2 separate regions of the Ovis aries genome follow, and region 1 is linked to region 2. A link is a contact called in public Hi-C data. All regions are on one chromosome and are shown on one strand. Each heading gives the region's core, a stretch centred on a gene start, on an enhancer-like site or on the middle of the called end of the contact. The rest is flanking DNA. Distances are from core to core; before and after follow the strand shown.

Region 1 (2,876 bases), core at 33-2,532, 92 kb after region 2:
TTCTTCAGTGCTCAGCCTTCTTCACAGTCAAACTCTAATACTCCAATAAAAGTTTTTTAATTAATTCTGAAACTTTATGCTATGAAAATAAAAATATTTTTAAAATCTAAAACCAATTCACCAATTGCCCTGTTTTCTTTTGTGTAATATACATATCTTCTTTGCCTGTTGACACTTTGTCTTTAGATTATATTTGAAAATATTAACTTACCTATGAAGTTCCTAATATTCTCAGAATACATTATTTTTTCTTTTCTCTCAGCACTTTTATAATCCCTCTGTGGAACAACCTGGCACTCTCTGACTAGAATTAGGGCTGTGTGTGTGTGTGTGTGTGTTCACATTTCCCACAAGCAGATTGTGAGTTCTTAGAGGGCAGGACTTGTATCTTAAACTTATCTTCCTGTCTAAACAATTAGCACAGCACTTTGCATAAAGTCAGTGCCTAGTACGTGCATGTGGGTTGCATTTCTCTGTCCTCTGATACATTATGCCAACTCTTTCTGCTCATGCAGTTTCTCAACTTCCTCAGTTCCTAGGAAACTTCTCATAGAGATTAAAACCCACTGATTGCAGGAAGCAGTTAAGATAAAACACACAGACTGAGTCTTGGGAAAGCTATATTACAGATGGGATTGACCTTGGCAAACACCAAGTAACAGAAAAATGTGGTAGAATCAGTTAATTCTGCCCAGTAAATAAAGTTCATTTAGCTTTCCAGTTAATCACAGACCCGTTACTCCCAGTTCAGGCAGGGATAGAGGCTTTCAGGCTCCTCAGTTGATAGAAGAGGACAATTTGATTAGAGTAGCCTAGATAAGGCTTTCCTGAAGGTATCTGATGCTATCTGAGACAACCCAATTTATAGAACAAACAGAATGAGCCCCATTTAGGAGAATTCTAGTTTCCCTGTCTTAAGAGAAACACCCTCCATTTGTTTCTCTTTTATTTTTAGTTGTGACTGAGAGGGAAAGGGGTGAGGCAATGGTAGGAAATTGATCATATCACAGGGTGCCATGTGTGGTTTTCTCTGCTTAGTAAAAAAAGGAGGCCCCGATGCAGACACTTTCAGCAGCCAAGTCAGAAGTTGCCTGCAGTGTTGGATCCACCATTTATCTTTCTATCATCAAGATTCATTTCTTGGTAAATAGTTCTTTGATATAAATTCTGAGGCAGCTCAGGTTTTTGCAGACTACTTGGGTAGACTTTTTTAGTGGGGTAGCGGGGAGGAGTGTGGGTAAAAGGGAGAGAAGACCAAGATGAGTGAAAAATAATCCTTATCTTCAAAGCTGGGCGTAATCCAGAAAAAGGTTGACATGTCCACACAAGTAAGGGAAGTGGTTGTGTGGGCTGACTGTGGAATTTAGGCAACTTCTAACTTCTACATTTACATCCTTCTAAGTGCTTCTCCTTCAGTTATTTGCACCATCAGCCACTAATGGACTCCCCAAAAGCAGATGTACCAAGCACACGTATGACAAGCTTGCTCTCTTTAAAGAGTTTATAGGCATCTTGTGGAGAAAAAGTTGACCCCAAGAAACAGAAATCATATAAAATAATCTTATTTTATAATCTTATAAAATATCCTATGTTGTAGGATAATAACACCAAGAGTCATAGAATTTCACATGTAAAGAAAAACTTGGTATTGGCTTGAGTATTTGGAGGTATCATGAAGGAGATGGAATTTGAGGTATATGGACGTGAGTCTGAGTGAACTCTGGGAGTTGGTGATGGACAGGGAGGCCTGGCGTGCTGTGATTCATGGGATCGCAAAGAGCTGGACACAACTGAGTGACTGAACTGAACTGAACTTGGAGAAAATAAGGGCTTATAGAGAGGAAATTCCAAGAGAGAATTGACCCCCTAGCATCATAATCATAAAAAAATCTTTTCTGCTGCCACCCTGTGATCTTGTGTCCTTGAGAAGCTCATGTATTCACAGATGTTTTACAAAATATTGATTTCAGTGAGGTAGTTGTGTAAAGGCTAGTTTCTAAACCTAACGCGTTTCAGAAGCTCATTAAAAAGCTATTTTCTGCAGAAAATTCAATTATAGGAGTTTTATCCACATGTATTTTTCTGTAATAAGTGAAAAAAAATAAAATTATTAATCAAAACTTAGAAAACAATAAAAATTAGAGGGAATAATAGGAATACCACTCTAAGACCAGAGGAAAATCAATGAATTTCTAGATCACTATTATTTGCAATCCATTTTGTAATAAAACCCCGAATTGAAATAACTTTTTTATTTTTCCATAAAAGCAAAAAATTGAAGGTGTAGCCAAGGTGGCAGAGTAGAAAGACCCTGAGCTTAGTTCCTGCCATGGGCACACCACAATTACAGCTATTTAGAGAGCAAAAGGAGAAGAGGGCGGCAGAGGATGAGATAGTGGGATGGCATCAAGGGACATGGACTTGCGCAAACTCTGGGAGATAGTGAGGGACAGTAAGGTCTGGCTTGCAGCAGTCCATGGGGTTGCAAGGAGTTGGACACAGCTTGGCAACAGAACAACAACAGCAACAGACATTATCTATGAGATCAACCTGAGAAATAGCAGAAAGGTTTTGCATAACTAGAGATACAAAGAAAGAACCACAATGAGATAGGGTGTTCGATCTGCTTTTGGTGGCAGGGGAAGGGACACAGTATAGTCAAAAACTACACCCTGATGTAGGGAACCCATAGACATGAGGACAATAACAACAGTAGGTGTTGTTTCTGAGAAGCGAGTGGTCTGAGCCTGACTTTGGGTTCCTCTGCCTAGGGATCCAGCACCAGGAAGATGAGCCCCCTAGAACCTCTTGCTCTGAAGGCCAGCAGGGCTTGCATATGGGAGAGCCAGAGGGCTGTGGGAAAAGAAGCCTTTGAG
Region 2 (2,830 bases), core at 230-2,729:
TTTCAGAGCCCTTCCTCTACACACACAAGTCTCTTTGCACCTCCAGCTCCAACTCTGGGGTCACCTTCTCAGTGAAGTCTTCCTTGATTCCCCTTCTGAGTCAGGCACCCATGTGTTGCTTTCCAGTAAACTATGTGTAAGTTCTAGCTCTTATCACAATGGACTGAAACTGCTCTTATGGGTGACCAACTCGCCCTAGTAATGGCAGAGAATAGAGTTAAGTACTTCGGATTCAGGAACCCAACTGCCAAGCTTCCCAGTGAATAGCAGCAATTTAGTAGATTCCATGCCTCAACTTCTCATCCATAAATAAGAGCTAGAACAGCGTCTACTTTATAGGACGTTTGGGAAATGATGTGATAAGAACTTACAACAGTGCCCAATAACAGTTAAACCATCAAGATCCTTTAAGGCAAAAACTGAAGTTATTTTTGTATTTCCAACACAAATGGTGCAATGTCTCTTCCAAGGAATGACTTAACTATTTGTTTACTTGACTTCTAAAGAGCAAGCCAAAGGAGAGCGGGATATAAAGGGACTGCATCTAACAAGGGTCACAGAGGAAGTCATAACACAGGTGCAGACCCCGCGTTTGCCAAGAGTAAAGGAGGCGGGGTCGCCCTGACCCCTTCTAGGCAGCTGCTAACAGCGTACACAGAGGAAACGCTCCAGAATGCCCCGCTTTCCGATAATCTAGGTTTGCCTCTTTTGCAGAAAGAGTTTACAGATTTCACCGGAGCGCCTAATTATCACTACACTGAGCTTTAGAAAAACATGTTTCCTGGGAAATCTCTTTAAGCAGGTGGAGATAAAGGAGGAACTGAGGTCTGCCAAGAGACCTACTGCCTGACAAACGGACTCGAGAGTACATGCCCTGAACCACTTCCAGACTCGCACGTAAGACGGCCACTTAACTGCCTTTTAATAATTCTCAGCTGGCGAAAGAACGTCTAAGAATTCGGGGCCAACCTTACGAATATTTAAATCATGAGCTGTGGCCACAGTGTGCAACTGCTCACCAGGTAACTCACTTATTTAAAAACGAATTAAGAGAACGCGTTTTGTTTCGGCAACCGCGGAAGAGGCCAGAAAAAGGGAACTGAAGGCTGCAAACCGCGGACACTCGGCGTCACCTTCCCACGGCCGCCCCCTTAGGACCCGAAGCCGCCGCCGGGCGTCGAAGACCGACGCTGGAGCGGCCCCGACCCCGGGCGGGGCTTCCTGGCCGGTGGGGCTCCCTCCTTTCCCGTCCCCACCCGCCTGCGGCCCTGCCGCGAGCGACAGTACCCGAAGAGAGTCCCGGATTCGCGGCGCTCATCTCAACCCAGCTTCCGGTCAGCAAGACAGGGACGAGGAAAAAGAGGAGAGCCATGCTGCTCCAGGCTAACGCCGGTGCTGCCCAGCACCACCGCGGGTATACACCCGCGCGAACCTCGGGCTTAGGTCTTGCGTCACTTCCTCCGCCGCCGACCATCCCTCCAGGGGGAGGCGGGGCGTGGACGGGAAAGAAGGGCGCGGACCTGGAGGCCGAGACCAGGACTGGGGGGCCAGCTTGGCCCAGGAGGCGGGGCCAGGGCCGGGAGGCGGGGCCTGGGCGGGGAGGGCGGCCTGCGTGGGGGTAATTAGGGCCCCTGAGGGGAGGCTGAGGTGGCCGAGAAGGTTGAATCGGGTAGGCGAGCTGGAATACAGAGGGAAGTCAAAGAGAGGTCGCCTCTGTGGAAGCTCAGCGTTAGGGGCACGGCAGTCTGTGGTGGCGATCTTGGCTCACCCGTTTGTGAGCACCTTGGGTCCAAAGGTTATGTTCTTTAAGCTTGGCACTACTTGCCGTAATTCATCTTCCTCTTTTTTGCAATCCTTTTTCTAGGATTGCTAGAAACTCCAATACTTTGGCCACCTGATGCGAAGAACTGACTCATTTGAAAAGACCCTGATGCTGGGAAAGGTTGAAGGTGGGAGGAGAAGGGGACGACAGAGGATGAGATGGTTGGATGGCATCACCAACTCAATGGACATGAGTTTGAGTAAACTCCGGGAGTTGGTGATGGACAGGGAGGCCTGGCGTGCTGCCGTCCATGGGGTCGCAAAGAGTAGGACACGACTGAGCCACTGAACTGAATTGAGGATTGCAGAACTTTGTTCAACGCCACAACCTAGCCATAATTCTTCCTTTACCACGTATTAGCCTTTGCCATCAATGCCTCTGGGAATTTGAGAGTTTAGGGCAGAAAGAGTCCTTACATGGCTTCTGGAATCCCTGCATTTGTAGTTGAGGAACCAGAAGCTTTGCCGGGAAATGGTTTGTGCAAAGTGTCACAGCCCAAATCTAATTGGCTCGGGCAAGAACTACTTTATTCTTGGAGGAAAAAGAATTTGTATTACCTTTTCAGCTATTAAATAGCAGCCTGTCATCATTAACATCTGCCTTTTTACCTCTATGACCACATCTATTACTCTGCATTGCCTCACCTATTCTACTTCAGCCACATTGGCGTCTACCCTTCTTGGATCATGCTTAGATATGCATATGGCTAACTACCTAGCTTGCTTCAAGTGTCTGCTTATGGCTTTCTGCAAAATTTTGAGATTGCAACCCATCTTCCCATCCTGTTTACCTTGCCCTACTGGTTTTTTGTTGTGTGTGTGTGTGTGTGTGTGTGTGTGTGTGAGAGAGAGAGAGGGGCATTTATCACCTTCCCTCATGCTCTACAATATGTATTTTGATGTTTATTTTCTCATCTTTGTAGAATGTAAGCACTATAGGGTTGAAATCTTTGGGACTCAATATTTGTTGGATGAAAGAAGGCATGATCACATTAAAATTAATTTTTTA

The links. Hi-C and Micro-C count contacts between places; a contact is called where the count stands out from the background.
Region 1: a contact with region 2 is called in a Hi-C map of blood, with 2.7 times the contacts expected there. The contact joins the enhancer-like site here to the promoter of IFNGR1 in region 2. A contact is called at or near these places in 4 of 16 Hi-C or Micro-C datasets (blood, skin fibroblasts and tail adipose tissue).

What each region holds. Positions count from the first base shown.
Region 1 is chr8:62,491,454-62,494,329 of ARS-UI_Ramb_v3.0, forward strand. No RefSeq gene overlaps it. Among named protein-coding and RNA genes, the nearest start is that of TRNAG-CCC, 54 kb to the right of the region's middle. Within about 2 kb of position 1,283, at least 2 of the 54 cell types and tissues checked have an H3K27ac peak or open chromatin away from gene starts, as enhancers often do.
Region 2 is chr8:62,399,692-62,402,521 of ARS-UI_Ramb_v3.0, forward strand. It overlaps IFNGR1 (interferon gamma receptor 1), which reads right to left and starts at 1,480. Exons shown (of 8, transcript XM_012182970.4): 1 at 1,288-1,480. The coding sequence starts at 1,474.